3 separate regions of the Mus musculus genome follow, and regions 2 and 3 are each linked to region 1. A link is a contact called in public Hi-C and HiChIP or PLAC-seq data. All regions are on one chromosome and are shown on one strand. Each heading gives the region's core, a stretch centred on a gene start, on an enhancer-like site or on the middle of the called end of the contact. The rest is flanking DNA. Distances are from core to core; before and after follow the strand shown. Region 1 overlaps Gm13219 (predicted gene 13219). Region 2 holds the start of Taf3 (TATA-box binding protein associated factor 3). Region 3 holds the start of Gata3 (GATA binding protein 3).

What was found. A called contact is a pair of places that touch in the nucleus more often than the background predicts. HiChIP or PLAC-seq counts read pairs in DNA pulled down with a chosen protein or histone mark.
Region 2: an H3K4me3 HiChIP or PLAC-seq map of the SCID.adh cell line shows a contact between it and region 1, with 8 read pairs. The contact joins the promoter of Taf3 here to the enhancer-like site in region 1. A contact is called at or near these places in 5 of 39 promoter capture datasets (the 3T3-L1 cell line, the HPC-7 cell line, embryonic stem cells and 2 more) and 2 of 115 datasets of contacts at active chromatin or transcription factors (the SCID.adh cell line and embryonic limb bud).
Region 3: a Hi-C map of Th1 cells shows a contact between it and region 1, with 4 times the contacts expected there. The contact joins the promoter of Gata3 here to the enhancer-like site in region 1. A contact is called at or near these places in 10 of 39 promoter capture datasets (the 3T3-L1 cell line, 3T3-L1-derived adipocytes, the C10 cell line and 6 more), 1 of 15 datasets of contacts at CTCF or cohesin (the NIH/3T3 cell line), 15 of 484 Hi-C or Micro-C datasets (CD8 T cells, the N1E-115 cell line, Th1 cells and 10 more), 25 of 115 datasets of contacts at active chromatin or transcription factors (CD8 T cells, DN3 thymocytes, the SCID.adh cell line and 16 more) and 4 of 9 other capture datasets (adipose tissue, embryonic stem cells, liver and 1 more).

The regions. Positions count from the first base shown.
Region 1 is chr2:9,357,708-9,362,735 of GRCm38.p6, forward strand. The region is part of intron 1 of Gm13219 (predicted gene 13219); the gene reads left to right. Among named protein-coding and RNA genes, the nearest start is that of Gm13219, 8.0 kb to the left of the region's middle. Within about 2 kb of position 2,419, at least 17 of the 459 cell types and tissues checked have an H3K27ac peak or open chromatin away from gene starts, as enhancers often do. A contact at or near this core is called in the SCID.adh cell line, Th1 cells, Th17 cells and 3 more, where this site is marked.
Region 2 is chr2:10,046,482-10,051,509 of GRCm38.p6, forward strand. Taf3 (TATA-box binding protein associated factor 3) reads right to left here and starts at 2,128. Exons shown (of 7, transcript NM_027748.3): 1 at 1,754-2,128. The coding sequence starts at 1,919.
Region 3 is chr2:9,874,924-9,879,951 of GRCm38.p6, forward strand. It overlaps Gata3 (GATA binding protein 3), which reads right to left and starts at 3,677. Exons shown (of 6, transcript NM_008091.3): 1 at 3,482-3,677; 2 at 2,429-3,061; 3 at 1-2. The coding sequence starts at 2,666.

The sequences.
Region 1 (5,028 bases), core at 1,169-3,668:
CACACAGAGATTGTCTACCTTCACCATGGATGAAGTAAAATTGGAGACCATTTACCAAAGAATTTTCTTGTGTTTCCTGTATTTATTGGCACTTCCTGGTTTTATGGTGAATACATTTTATTGTTCAGAATGCTACTTCTTTAATGAATCTAAACACAATATGCAATAAACACATTTAAATATGTAACTTTATTGTAAATGAGAAAAACTGAGGCCAGAAAAAACCCCATGATCACTGGAGGTATAAGACATTTCTGATAAGGCTAATGAGTACCCCAGGAGCAATTGTGGACAGGGCACACAATTGCTGCCGTGTTAGGTCTATCAGGCAATCCCATTAAATAGTTCCCTCAAACATTACCAGGGGCAAAATCCATTCTGAAAGAAATTGAGTGCAGAAGTTAAGAAAATGAAACGTTCAACCCCAGAAACCTTAGTGGCTTGGCCCATAACCTGCGCAACAGATCTGTGCTCGCTCTAAAATGTCTCAAGGAGATCCTAACTGATATGTGATATGTTTGCTTTGGAATCGGATGCCTGGAACGGTTAGTGAATGACCTGGAAACCCAGGGAGAAGTTCAGCCTTGCTTATTTGCTTATTTGTTACCTGTGTGCCAGGACTGAAACTTCCCACTCGAAGATTGGTTTTCAAATTAAAAAGTGAGAGTCTGGAAAATGGCTGGGAGGAAAAACATGAAGTCGAGGGAAGCATACTTGCCCTATTTTGATGTTACAAATAAAAGGAGATACATCTGTCTCCCTGCTTGTCCCCCTTAACTTCTAGACAGGGCTTGGAGCTTACAGAAAGCCTCCTTCGTTATAAATTTGCCATCTCAAGCTGCGTCTTTGTCTTTTTTGTTTCCCTGGATTTCACTACCTGAAAGGGTGCATGAGACCAGTTGCTAAGTAAAGCAGCTGTCATTCACCCAACCTCATCACCCTGCCCTCATCTCTCAGATCGGTGTGCATAAGGCAGTGCTGACTCCATTATGAGCCCTTTCCTTTTATTTAGGGAAGAAAAGTCTAGTTACAAACAAAAAGGGAGACCCTGAAAAAGAGACACTCATGCTGAACTTTCTGGCTATGAACCCACAGGGAAAAGGAAGGTCAAAGCATGCCATCACTCAGGTGACAAATATTAATTGAGAAGAACATGTTATCTGTAGGAAACTATCATGAAATAAGCATATGTGAAAGATATTAGTCTTCATGGCTAATGAGACTTAGCCATGAAGAGAACATAGGCCAAAAGAAGAAAAAGAAAAACCACACACGAATACACAACTTAAGTAATAATATAACAATACACGCATGCAGCCAGGTTTGAAAGAAGTTAAGATAACAGAATCCTGAAAGGAAGAGATCAGATGTGAGGTAGCTCACAGGCTGAGGCAGAACAACTATTTCTGATGTAAGAATTTGATTCCTTGACTGGCTGTGCCCAACTCTCCTTGATGCATTTAAAACACTCTCCAAGCAAAACAGAAATGCAGGAAGGAGTTCATGGTCGATGAGAAACGGGCAACAGAAAAAAAAAAACATGAGCAGAGCTTTTAGTTTTGCTGGGTTTCTTTTGGAGTTTTGTTAGTTTGTCGTTGGTTTGGTTTAGAGTTGTTGTTTTTGTTGTTCTCCTCCTCCTCTTCCTCCTCCTCCTTCTATTTGTTTTGTTTTTGTTTCTGTTTTTGTTTTTGTTTTGGGTCTTGATTTACTCCACTGGCAGAATTCTCTAACTTTTAAGGAAGGATGAGGAACAGGGGCTCAGAAGCCTCTGTGTCTATGAAAGAATTACTCTCTGCTTTCTTTGTATCTCAGTCTGATTATTACAGTAACGATCAACTTAACGTCGGTACAGATTCATAAACACTACATTGCGTTACTGGAGACCCACACCGGGCTCAGTTTGGCACGGTCTGTAAGCTCTGTCATGTGCGGCCATTTCAACCCTGCCTCTCTGCAGCTCTACTCTTGTTACTTGCCTTAACGTCATTTAATGTGCTCATTATTCACCTAAAGTATATTTTTCATCATCTGTGCTGACACAAGAGTCCCTTTAACCTGTAGGGCAGCTGGAAACTTCCACTCTCCTTGCTTCTTATCCAAGCATTGCCTGTCCCCAAAGGAGAGGTCTGACTTTCCATGATAAAACAAAGAGGTAGGGGGAAGAAAGGCAAGCCCAGAAAGAGAGGAAAGAAGGAAGGGAAGAAAGAGGAAAGAAGGGAAGAAAGGATCAGAAAGAATGAAAGAAGGGAAGGGGAAAGGGAGGAGAAACAGAGAGAAAGGAAGCAAGCAGAGAGGTGAAACAGGAGGGAGGAGAGAGAAGAGAAAGAAGAAAGAGAAAGAGAAAGAGAAGAAGAGTGTGCACGTATTGTTCTGGGGCTCTGTCTTGGCTTGTCACAACTATTTCACTCAACTGCAATAATAGTGCCATAAAGTTCTAACATCAGTTCCCTCAACAACAAGCCTGCCACCCACACAACTCTGCCACTCAAACGCCTTGCTAGCTTTTCTCGTTAGCTTATTATGATGGGCCTCTTAGTCAAGTCTCAGTTTGACTAACCTATATTGCCACAGGCAACTGGTTAGTCAACTTTCATCTTATTTAACAAAAGCAATGAAGTGGCCCTGAACGATCCTCCTGCCCCCAGTCTCAGCTCTCACAGGTCCTGCCAGACAATCTGGTTAATCAGCTGTATCTGGCATCAGGGGAGCCCCTAGGACCACAGGTCACTGTTTTTTCAGTCCTTCATTATTAAATGACGGGATATGCCCTTGATTGTAATTCAGCATCCAATCCACACAGATATATAGAAAAGAACATATCATTTGGGTGTTCAAATGCACATCTGGAAAAGAGATGCTCTAGGAACTTGTAAGAGAACTGGAGACCAAGGTGAGAATAAAAATTAAAATAATCATAATTAACATGATATATTGCTTACCATAAACCAAGCAGTTCCAAGAATGTTGCCTGTGTTGACTCATCTAATCCCCATTACATTTCAATGAGGTGGGTGCTATAATTAACCCCATTTTACAGAGTAGAACCATTAAGGCAGAGAAAACAGTTAATTGATTTGCCCAGGGTCACACGGCAGTTAAATGGTGTTTCAGAATTGAGACCATGCTTTAGACTTATACTTTATACTCCGTGCTCCACACCAAACAGTAAAGAAACATAGCTTATTTATGTTCTGAAGCACTCCGTGTAATCTGTAAAATCTGATCCAATAAAAACCCTACTAATGAAGTCACAGAAGAAAATTGAATTAAAAAATGTTTTTCTATAATCCACATTATATTCCTGGAATATGAATTCAGGTGTGCAGTTTTCAATCTATAAAGCTTACTTTGAAAAAAATATGCTTCATATGAAAAAAATTCAAGGAAGATTATGGCTGGTTTCCTCATCCACACAGTTAAGATAATAGATGCAGAGCCATACCATTGTTCAATGTGCGGTCCATGATCAATGACCAGTAGCTATTTATAAATACTATTGGATTCCCCTATGGCATGTTCACCATGATCAGACCTAACATTAAGTGTCTCTCCTCACTGCAGAAATCAGTGTTGCCACCCACCCATCTAAGCAAACCACAATGCGACAAAATGATATGCTGATCAGGACTCCTGTTGGGAAATAGCAAACACACAAGGGAGAACTCCCTAGACTTAATAATCAGGTTTCAAAGGAAGTACTTACAAACGATGGGGAAAGTTACTTGAGAAAGATCTGTTAGAGCAGATACAGAGATGGAAACTTGGATAGACACCTTGACTGAGAGAAGAATGCTCCAGCCGCAGAGTTATAATTAGATAAGACACATCCAAATGCAAGGAGGACTCAGGCACTCCACTATACATGGGAAACCACTAGAGCATGTTTCTACCAACTCTCTAACTTCCTGGTTCTCTGTTCCACTCCTCTGACATAAGAAAAAGTAGAGTAAAGAACCAACATATGTGAAGCAAAGGACTTACAGACTTTTATGGGAAGAGTCCTAGACAGAAATAGAGTCAGAGTGCCATGGGTAAGAAGATTAGCTCTTTCGAGAGTTATCAATGCACCGAATATAAAATTACAGCACAAATAATCAATGCTGAACCTGCCCACAATGTTCACATGTTTGGCTTCTGTTGTGCCATTATCAATTGAACAAGTGTATTTATTTTTAATAGCTAAAGATTGAGTCATTGAGTCAGCAGCTTACTCTAAAAATACCCACATGCCTGTATTTATTGCTCCACTCTTCACAGTAACCAAGTTTTAGAATCATCCTTGGTGTCCTTTGACAGATAAATTGATAGAGACAATATGGTCCATATACCCAATGGAATTTCATTTTGCCACAGTGAAAGATGAAGTTATGAGGGTTGCAAGAAATGAACAGAGCTAGAGATCACCATGCCAAGTGCCTTGAGTCAGTCTCCCGGTGCACAGGAAATCATGTTGTTTCTCGTGTAGGAAGGGAAGGAAAGGGGGACTTGAAAGCAAACGGGCTTGGTGCCCATGTGCAAGGGGAAAGCTTGAATCGTCTGACATCTGTTGATAGACTTTCATTTAGAAATGCTAGCCAGCTGCCAGTGATCCTGCCTGCCTCCATGCTTTCTCTGTCTCTCTGTCTCTGCCTCTCTCTGTCTGTCTGTCTGTCTGTCTCTCTCTCTCTCTCTCTCTCTCTCTCTCTCTCTGTGTGTGTGTGTGTGTGTGTGTGTGTGTGTGTGTGTGTGTGTGTGTGTGTGTTTATACTGGCTTTAAACATCAAGGTCCAGTTTGCAGTAATCTGATGGCCTGAATTCTCATTTTTACCCTTCACTGATTTCCTGACCTCAGTGGTTAGTGTTGATTTGAATTCTTTCTCAACTCCTCAGTAGCTGTGTAACATTAAGCACATTGCTTAACCTTCTCACAGGCCAGTCTTTCTCATCTTTAAAACAAGAATAATGACAGTTTCTAGTTCACAGATGTGTGGTGAATGGCAAATGAGATAATATGTATGAAGTATTGTTTGAGGCATCATAAGTGCTCAA
Region 2 (5,028 bases), core at 878-3,377, 690 kb after region 1:
ATCTATCTTAAACATAATAGTAACAATATACTGAAGGTCAATGGAGAAGGGGCTTGAAGGTAAGGAAGCAACAGCTAGACGATCATTCTACCACCACACACGTTAAATCAAGCACTCAAAAAGATGTGCATTTTAGGAATTCATTCACTAAGTCTTTTGTGGACTACCCATTAATTTACTAGCCAACTGTTTCCTATTTGGAACAACCCTAGGGTGACACAAATCAGGATGCTCCAATCAGTTAGCACAGTAGGTACTAGAGTAATACAAATACAATCAAGGGTGCTCCAATCAGCACATTAGGTACTTACGCAGAATATGAATATAATCAATTTATCTTCTGGGTCAGGGTACACATATACACAAACAATTACAAAATAAGATAAATAGGATCTGATTTGTTGGGGTTTCATTATTTTGTTAGGAATGGCATTTGGAGTCTTGAAGGTATGGCGAATCTATAGGCCCTCACTTTAAAAGTAGGAACCACTGTAGCAGAACAAATTACTCTATAAAACACTTCATTTAGTTATCCAACTTGCCACCTTAAACGTCATATCTTGGAATTTAAATGAACGTTATAATCCCCGCCCCCCCCCACACACACACACACTCATACATCAGTAAAAATCACACATCTATAAAATGATCTGTACCTTCTACAAATCATTAAATACCACCGGGTAAAGACACTACTGGGCATTCACTTAAAAGTCAATACACTGTCCCCAGATTCTATGTCTCAAGTTCCTCCCGTGGGGCTGGCTTCTAGTTGTGGGGACATCCCATAAGTAGTTTCAAGAGGGAAACTGGGTATTACTTGGCCACCAGGATTCAGCCCTAGTTTCAACTGCAGTCCTCCATGTGGGACCGTCCCCACTCTCCTAGAACACACCTGAAAGGGCTGGAGCCCTGAAGAGGGGCAACACGGAGGACTGTGCTATCTTTACTCACTCCCAAAACATACACAGGAGCCTTTAATCTCATTAAAGAGACATGAACCAGAAAAAAAAAAGTTAATACATACTGCGACACTGAGTACCCGGAAAACCTCCCAAATTACCGAGTGATGCTTCCCATCACACTTAGATCAACACTAACAGAAGAGCATAGAGGAAGGACGCCGTGCGTAACTGAGATGCTTATTGAAAGGTATTCAGCGAAATCGACAAAACCTGCCTTGAAAAGTAGTAGGCGAAGTCTGTGAAACGAACAGATAGAGAGGGGAGAAAAAAAAAAAAAAAAGGCAGCGACCCTGACTGAGCGGAGCTGTCAACGAGTCTATTTGGGAGCTCAGGAATGGCCAGCCTTGTAAGAAACGGCCGGTAGACGGAGCGCCTGTGACAACTAGTTGTAGTAGTTTGCGAGCAAGGGAGGCAAAAGACCAAGGTGAGCGAGGTGGAGAGCATTCTGGGGGTGGCTCTGGCCGCAGCCGACCCGAGACAATGAGAGAGACCGAAGCACTGGTCCAGGAGCAGCATCGGTGAGAGGGTGTGTGGCTGCGAGCCGGGACCCCGCTTCCCTGCCGGTGGCGGGAAGTTAGCGGATGAGGAAGAGGCACCTAAGGGATGACTGGAGTTCGCAGGAGACGGTGGAAGCCCCCCAGACGGTCGGAGTCTGAGAGGATCCCCATGTCGAAGCCGGCTTCGGAACGCCACCCCTGCAGGGGATGCCCAAAGGGGTCCGGAGGGGCAAAGGTGTCACTCGTGACCGGCTTGGGGCAGCCCTCCCGCAACCCAGCCCCAGTACTCACAGAGTTCAGAGTACCGATGGCAGCCCCGGCCCAGCTGCTGCAGATAGCGCTGCAGGACGTCGGTGAGGAGGTGGCAGGCGCTGAGCTGCACCGAGTCCCAGCCCAGCGCCTGGCAGATCTGCGCCACCGAGACCCTCAACAACGACCTAGAGTAACTCTCGCACATCCCGCTGCGTGGACGCCACCGCAGCCCTTCGCTGCCACTGCTCTCCAGCCCTGCCGCCTCGCCTCAGCAGAGCCCCCGATTCATTCTCTGGGGGCCCCGCGGCGGGGAAATCGTCCCCCCTCCGACCCGGAGCGACCACCTCAAAGCCTCAGCAGCACGGAGCGCGCCAGCCTGAGAGCCGCCATTTTGGACTCGCTCCGCCTCCCGCTGGACGGCCGCCGGGGCGAGGCAGTACGAGCAGAAGGCCGAGAGATAGGCGGCCCAGGCTCCGCCCAGTGGGAGGAGAGCGATCGTCTCGGGATCGACTCTAGAGCCTGGACGCCGGCCGGAAGCCGAGTGACTGGGCGCAGGTGGAGTCTGCGCCTCCCTGACAACAGGTGCCGGTGTCTTTCTCTCCCCGCTGATGGAAAAGTAAGAGGTGACCCTCGGTGTGTTCAGGGGCAAACCAGGGAGGCAGTGGAATGTTAAGGACTTAACATCGATAATGTTGATAGAGATTCAAGTGTGAAACTAGAGAATTGGGAATATAAGCTACTCCGCAGAACGCGGATTCGATTGTTTTCCTTTACTTAAATCTAAAAAAGTAAAAACGAAATTAAAAGATGAAAGATAGTATTCAGAATGAAATAGTGGCCACTTGGGAGGTTTGAGTGAAATCCAAGATGTTCACTCAGGAGGCTGAGGCAATCATAAGCTAGAGGCCAACTAGAGTCACCGAAAAACCGAAAAAGACTCCGGCTCTAAAAAAAACAATCAGAGCTAATAAACTCATGTTGTTCATTGTGTCGTTCAATGCTCTTCATAATATGGCTGGTTTTAAGGAAAAATGCCTACGTGTTCAATTAGTGGGAACTGCCCCCCTCTTCCCCAGTAGTGAGCAAGATATTATTTTAGTGCAGTTTATAGCTAGTTCTAGTTTGCGTCTTACTAGTCACAATACGTAGTCTATCCAAGACGTGGAGAATGCAGTTCCCTACAGAGGTCGAATACTCTGTAAATCCTTGAGACTGGTTTTGTCCAGAGAATGCTTGCTTGCCTTTCCCAGGGCTTCTTCCAGCCCTAGTTGCATTTTGCCTGACGGTAACAGAAACTGTGATGAGATGATAAATAGGTTTGGTTGAAATAGTGGGTTGTCCCGTCCGTCCATCCCGTCGTCCGCCCCCGCCCGCCCCCCCCCCCCCGTGAGTCTCAATCTTGTTATGTTGCAACATCTGCCCTTAGACTTTTGGGACTGAAGTGAGCCTCCACAGTAACTGGCACTTTGGGCAACTGCTGGTAGACCCTGATTAATAATCCCAGTGCTGGGCAGGCAGAGGGAGGCAGATACCTGAGTTCAAGGCCAGCCTGGTCTACAGAGCTAGTTACAGAACAGGAAAAAAAGTTTCAAATTAAAGCCAAACCAATCCCAGTGACTACTGAGTTAAACCAAACCTACTTCGGCTATATTTAACTACTCCATTTCTTAGTTGTGCCTGCCATATCTACCATTGACTATTCAGTATATAAGTTTATGTGCCCTCTCCAATAAATTGTTTCTAGGCAGCTGTGATGGCTAGTCTCAGTTGTCAACTTTAGTACATCTGGAATCAACTAAACCCCAAATGACTGGGCACACTTGCGAGAGATTTCTTTTCTTAATTAAATCTCTTGTAGTGGAAAGACACACTTCTAGTCTGGGTCTTTGACGTGGGACTATCCATCTTTAATCTGGCCCACATCTTCTGCTGGCAGCTTATATAAAACACATAAAAGAAGGAAGCTTGCTTTCTCTTCGCCTGCTTGCCTTCACTCCAGCTCACAAGTGCATTCTGTCACGGGAAGTAGAGGCTACTTCTTTGGGATTCCAGAGTATACTGAAGATCAGCTGAGACATCTAGCCTCTTGGACTAAACAACTTCTGAATTCTTGGACCTTGTTTGTAGGCAGCCATTGTTGGGTTAACTGGACCATAGCCTATAAGTCATTGTAATAAATCCCCTTCTTAAAGTCTTGAGAGCCCAATAAATCTGAAACCATGTTAGTTTTGACAAATGGCAGTCTGGAGAGAAGCATCGACACTCAGTCCATTGGGAGTTCTGTGCCCAAGTGTCAGGAGCCTGTTTGATGCAAAATCACAAGGATACTTTTCATCTCGTCTCGGGCCTTAATTGAACATTTTTAATTTTTTTGTTGTTTTTTTCCAGACAGTGTTTCTGTGGAGCTCTGGCTGTCCTAGAACTCTAGAGCAGGCAGGCCTCAAACTCAAATATCTGCCTCCTTCTGCCTCCCAAGTTCTGAGACTAAAGGTGTGTGTCACTGTGCCTAGCTCATTTTTAGAACTGTTTCATAACATTGAACATTTCCTTAATTTGAAACTCATACCTTGGATTCCCTTCCCCTACTACCTCTTTATTTGCCTGAGTGTAGTGGAAAAAATTCAAAACTACAGAAAAGCTGAAACAAACAAGATTCATGGATTATTAACATTTTGCCACATTTACTATATATGGAAATATTTTAATTAACTTATACTCACCTTTTCCAAGAACAGCTTGAAAATAAGCTGCAAACCTCATGCCACTTAAGTCTGAAAAGCTGAGCATTTATCCTCCGAAACCAGCACCGTTCCCTGTGTAACCATATGTATGACCATATGGCCACGACTCTGGTTTCCCAGGAAGCTAAGTGTGGGATGGAGGGAACTCTACAGCAGGTTTATCTGGGAGCACTCTTGGGACACCAAATGTGGGAGGGAAGGAGTGGGAGCCAGGCAGATACACTGTCAAGGAAGGCCTCAGCCAATCTCAGGGTGCTTGCTGAAACTCTTGGACCTTTAACATTGCCAAATTCATAGGTGATTTGTGTAGACTTTGCAGGAAAGGGTGTGTGAACTTAGGCCAATGTACTGTTTACAGCTGAGTCAGTTCCATGGAAGGCTTAAGTCCTTGAGAGCTGAGGAGCTCGGTACTATCCTATTAATATTCAGCATACGTCTTCTGTTTCTCCTTTGCTCTCTTTCTTGGTGTAAATCTGAAGAACAGCTCTTTCAGAGGTGGTGGGGGTTCTCCTCTGAGAACATCATTAAAAAGGAAAACCAGGAACTGTTACCACTCTCCCTACTGCGGATGGG
Region 3 (5,028 bases), core at 2,427-4,926, 520 kb after region 1:
CCCTGTGATGCCAGCGATGGCGGCGGCGGGGCGAGTGGGGGAGAGAAGATGAGGAGGAGAAAAAAAAAAGAAGAATACCGCAGTGAGAGCTGCCCTGAGACACACCTGAAGATTTCCCCCTGGCGCTTCCAACCTCCCAGTCAGCCAAACCTCCAGGCTCAACCGCAATTGAGCTCAAACATACGCTAATCTCCGTGGTCCCAGGAGTACCAGGCCCACATGCCTCAAGATAGAAGCAGGCCCTGTCCACACTCGCCAACTCTAAGACGAAAGGCCCAGTCCTAATACTCCAGAAGAGTTGCAAGGACATGGAGAAAGGTCCCTTGACTTATTTGTCCTCTCCAAATGAGCAGTCTAAACCAGATTCCCTGGGGTCTCTCTCTAGAACCTGCTTGATTTATTGGTTTCTTTCAATGGCCCTGATTCTCCCACCGCAGACTTAATCCCAACCGCGCTGATAAGAGAGTCAGGGTGAATGATGGGGCCTGAACGGTGAAGCAGGACCACACCACTCCTCAACCCTAGAGAGAGGCCCAGCTCCCAACACCTAATGCAGGGGAAGGCAGGGTGCTTTTGAGAGTTAATGGCAGAAAACTTCAATGCTTGCTTAGAATTGGCAAAGCTGCTTCCAGAAGGTCTGAAATGGAAATTTGCAAGGAATTTTTTCATTGCCCAAACCCTTGAAGGTAACCATATCTAAATTCTGGGATTCCCTCCCCACCCCACCCCCTTCTCTTTCTTCACCCATCCAACTCATAGGAAAAGAAAAGAAGTCCTTGGCTTCTTTTCCTGTTCTCTGGGGCGTTCTGTGAATTTTCACCTGAGACACAAAATTCCAGTTTATGTGTTTATTTCAAACGAAGGGTGACTCATACACACAGTGTGTTTAGCCTTCACTTAAAATACACAATGTTAAGGCGGTCATGAGTTGTCCAAGCCCCATACTCTCTGGTAGGGTAACCTTTAAACTCGGAGCGCAAATCTACACCCTTATTGATCTTTCAATCCAGTATCCGCCTCACCATTTGACATTCTAGTCAACCATTAAGAACAATACTGAAACTAAAATCTTAAGCGAGAGGAAGGGGGGGAGATCAAGAGAGATGGAGAATTCTCTTGAACGCCAAGGGTTAAGGTTCTTTTTTTTTTTTATGCAGGAAGTTGTATAGTAAATAACATTAGGTCTGATCTACCTCATTTCCACTTAACTGCTAATCTGCACACAACCCAAGCAAAGAGCGCCCCATCCGCAGAAATGTCTGTTTGAAATGTCTGTTTGAAACCTGGCGGCTCTAGGGTAGAGGATGCCTGCTGGCCAAAGGGGCTATGTCATAGGCGCCAAGGCTAACTCTGAGAAGGGAGACCTGAGCAGATCTCAGGTCTGAGCTAGCTAAGAAAAACCTCCCACCTTCTTTCCTTAAAATAAAAAAAAAAAAAAACAAACAATGTATTTTTGCTGGTTTAGGTGCATAAACATACATCTGGGGAGTGTTAAGAGTCTCCTGTCTCGACCACACAAGGTTGGGTTTCTTTCTTTTTCTCTTCTTTACACACCTCAGAACTCCCCTAAATTTTTCAAGGTGAATGGTTAGGGGGAGGCGGCAACTGGAAACACTCCTACTTAAAAAGAAACTTTGATGTAGCCTAAATCTTTGAGGAGCCTGAAGAAACTCCAGTAGGCCGGAGGAGAAAAGTCGGCCAGGATTGCTGGTAAGTAAACTAAAAGCAAAGACGTAGGAAAATTCTGTGTAGCCGGGAGTCTAAGCAAACCCGACTTCTCTTCAGCTTAAGGCTTTCCTCTCCCTGGACCGTGGCAACCACCAGAGTCTCTTCCTCACACCACCGGTAGGTAGGACGCCTAAAACTCAAATGCACTAGCTTTTGAGGGTGGAGAGCAAAAGGAAATAGAAAGAAATGCACGTATTTGGGCCTTTTCTGAAAATATAAATGGAGAAACAAAACGCAAGGCTCTGGCGAAAGACCCCTTCACCGGCTAACAAGAAGCTGGAAGTCCTTCGGGGGAGCCCAGTTCCAGGCCGGCCTGGCCCGCACTGCTGCCCGGCCTGAAAGGCTCGGCGCCTGCAGGCAGCGCTTGAGATTTCTCCCTGGCTGCAAAATCTACAACCTCGTGTGGACCAGGACTGCATTTCGGCGCTTGCCAGGTGAGTGTGCCTGGCCCCAAGGACACCGGCAAAGAGAGGTGCCTGCTACGTGCGCTCTTTTATTTAAAAAAGAAAAAAAGAAGAACTCTCCCAACCAGCGACACTGCTTCCTCGCCCATTTCCGGGCCCCCGATACTTTTTTTAAATGAACTAGTAACACACTTAGGAGCTTTGGCTTGCTCTGCCCAGCCAGGGTCTCTGGCGGTCTCGTGGACCCAGGAAAACAAACGCGGATCCAAAAGGTTCCAGCGCCAAGGTGGACTCACCGTGGTGGGTCGGAGGATACCTCTGCACCGTAGCCCTGACGGAGTTTCCGTAGTAGGACGGGACGTGGTTGCCTTGACCATCGATGTTAAAAAGTACGTCCACCTCTTCCGTCAGCGGATACTGAGCTTCCATGTACGAATGGCCGAGGCCCGGGTGGTGCGTGTCTGGGTGCTGACCGTTGAGGACCGCGGGGTGATGGTGGCTCACCCAGCGCGGCTGGTCCGCAGTCACCTCCATGTCCTCGGCTGTGCTCGCGCCCTCTCGCCCGGCCCGGAACCCTCGCGGGTAGAGGGAGGGCTGTCGGCCTGGGAGGTCCGCGGACTCCTGCCGTCGGAGGCCCAGGAGAGGGGTCGTTTAATGGTTTGTTTGCAGTTAAGGGTATAGAAAAGGAGAGCAAAAAGGAGGGTTTAGGGAGGAAAGAAAAATCTTTGCGGGATAGTTTAGCAAAAGAAAGGAAGGGAAAGAAGAAAAAGAAAAGAATGAGGGCGATCCCCCCCCCCAAAAAAAAAGCAGACACGGAGGAATAAAGGGGTCAAAAAAAAAAAAAAAAAAAGGAGGGAGAGAGGAATCCGAGTGTGACCACACTGCACACTGATTCCTTGGCGCTCAGAGACGGTTGCTCTTCCGATCACCTGCAAGGGAGAGAAAGAGAGACCTGAATGAGGTGTAAGAACTTTTAACACCTGAAATTCTGGAGGGCACTAGGTCTTCGCAAGCTTCCTGCAGGGCCGACTCACCCGGGACGTGCACACGCACGCGAAGACCCGGAGGGAAAGAAGCCAAGCTCCGCAGCACACCTCCGACAGCCAGGCTCGCAGGAGCCCAGGACTGACTAAGCAATTAAAACTTGGGGACAAGTCCTCCCTGGAGGACACCGGCCCCAGGATCTTTCCAACCACTACAAATCCTCCAAAAGGAGAAAGCTGAGCTTTTAGTTTACAAAAAACCAAACAAACAAACCCCCAAACACACACACACAAACAGTCCCTCCAAGAGGAGGGAGTGATATCAAACTTAAAAAAAAAAAAAAAGTCACAAGTCACAATACCAACCTGAGTAGCAAGGAGCGTAGAGGAGGAGGAGGAGGCGTGTGACCTGCCCGGTCAGATTGCGTAGCTCTCTATGTCTCGCTCTCTCAGTCTCTCTCTCTTTCTCCTCTCCCTCTCTCAGTATTTTTTTTTTACAGGGAATGCATTCTTTCTGAAACTATCAAGACGGCGCCAGGCAGCTCAGTGTTCGCAGACAGCTGTGGCGCGACGCAACTTAAGGAGGTTCTAGTGTCATCCGCGCCGAGGGGGAGGAGCCTGGCGCTGGCAGGAGGGGACACGATCCTCAGCACAAGGAAACTGCAACCCAAACCCGCTCCAGGACTTCACCTCCACCCCCATCCCATCCCCCCCACCCACCCCGGCACACCGCCGCCCCTCCTCCCGCCCCTCTACTGACCGGAAAGGGGCGCCGCCAAGGGCCGCCTAGGGCAGAGGGGCCGCGGGCAGGGTGGGCGAGGCCCGCCCGGGCTTGGGGCAGAGGGGACAGGCAGGAGGGAATTCGCTCTCTGGCCCTTTAAATGTAGCAAAGCCGATTCATTCGGGCTCAGTAGATTATTCCGTACGAGTGAAACCCGGCTGCCCCATTCATAAAGCTAATTTCCATAAGCAGACTTTTCGATACTTTTTTAAAAATGAGCAAACTTTTAAATTAGGATTCAAGCCAGAACGTTTTTCAGTTTATATCAGCTTAGGGGCTATGTGCATGTAAAACAGATTAGAAAAGTTTCATGGCGAAGTAACTGAAGATTTGCCTCCGAACCAGCTTTCCGGGAGGCTGCTGAATCGCGCGGAGGACCTGGGCTTTGATTCGGACGCCCGCGTTATTGTTATGGTCTCTGCTTGCTTTCCCAAACCTCTCCAGAACGAACAGCGTCAGCTGTTGCAGCTGTCTTTTTCGGATCTAATGATATCATCAATGTGTGCTTTTGACCTTAGTGACAACGCGATGCATAAAAAGCTGGCTTAGCGAGACCTAGGCTCACTGGTCCCCGAAGTACCGTGTACAACTAACTTGATCTTTGCTGCGATAGCCTAACTTTTCTCTTCGCCTAGCTCGGGGTGCTACTTTATTCTGCTTTCACCCGAGGAAAACGGTCCCCTCTATAATATCCAACCCTGACCTCCGGGGTGGACCCAGCCGCAACTTCCCTGGACATTTTGGGTCTCTGGGACAGGGTCTGGTGGGAGGGCCGCAAGCTGACACAGGAGAGAGGCTGGAAGACGCCCAGTAGAGAGGCTGGGCGGACGAGGGCGGGGCCATTTGTAAGGACCAATCATCGGGAGATACCACGACCGGGCCGCAGTCGCCCCGCCCCACGGGCTCCAACCTCTGCGGCCCTGTTCCGTCCTTTGAGTCACTGCATCCCCTAGTGGCGTTGAGGTTTCTGCAGCCTGGGTCCAGAAAACACTGCCCGGATGAGCAAGGTCCGAAAGAGACTTCGGGTGCACCCCAGGGCAGTGTAAGAGGTGTTCCCATTCCACCCTCCAGGGCAGAGAGCTTGGCTTTAGAGGGTTACTGGAACTGAAGGCGTCATCCCCTCTTCATTTCT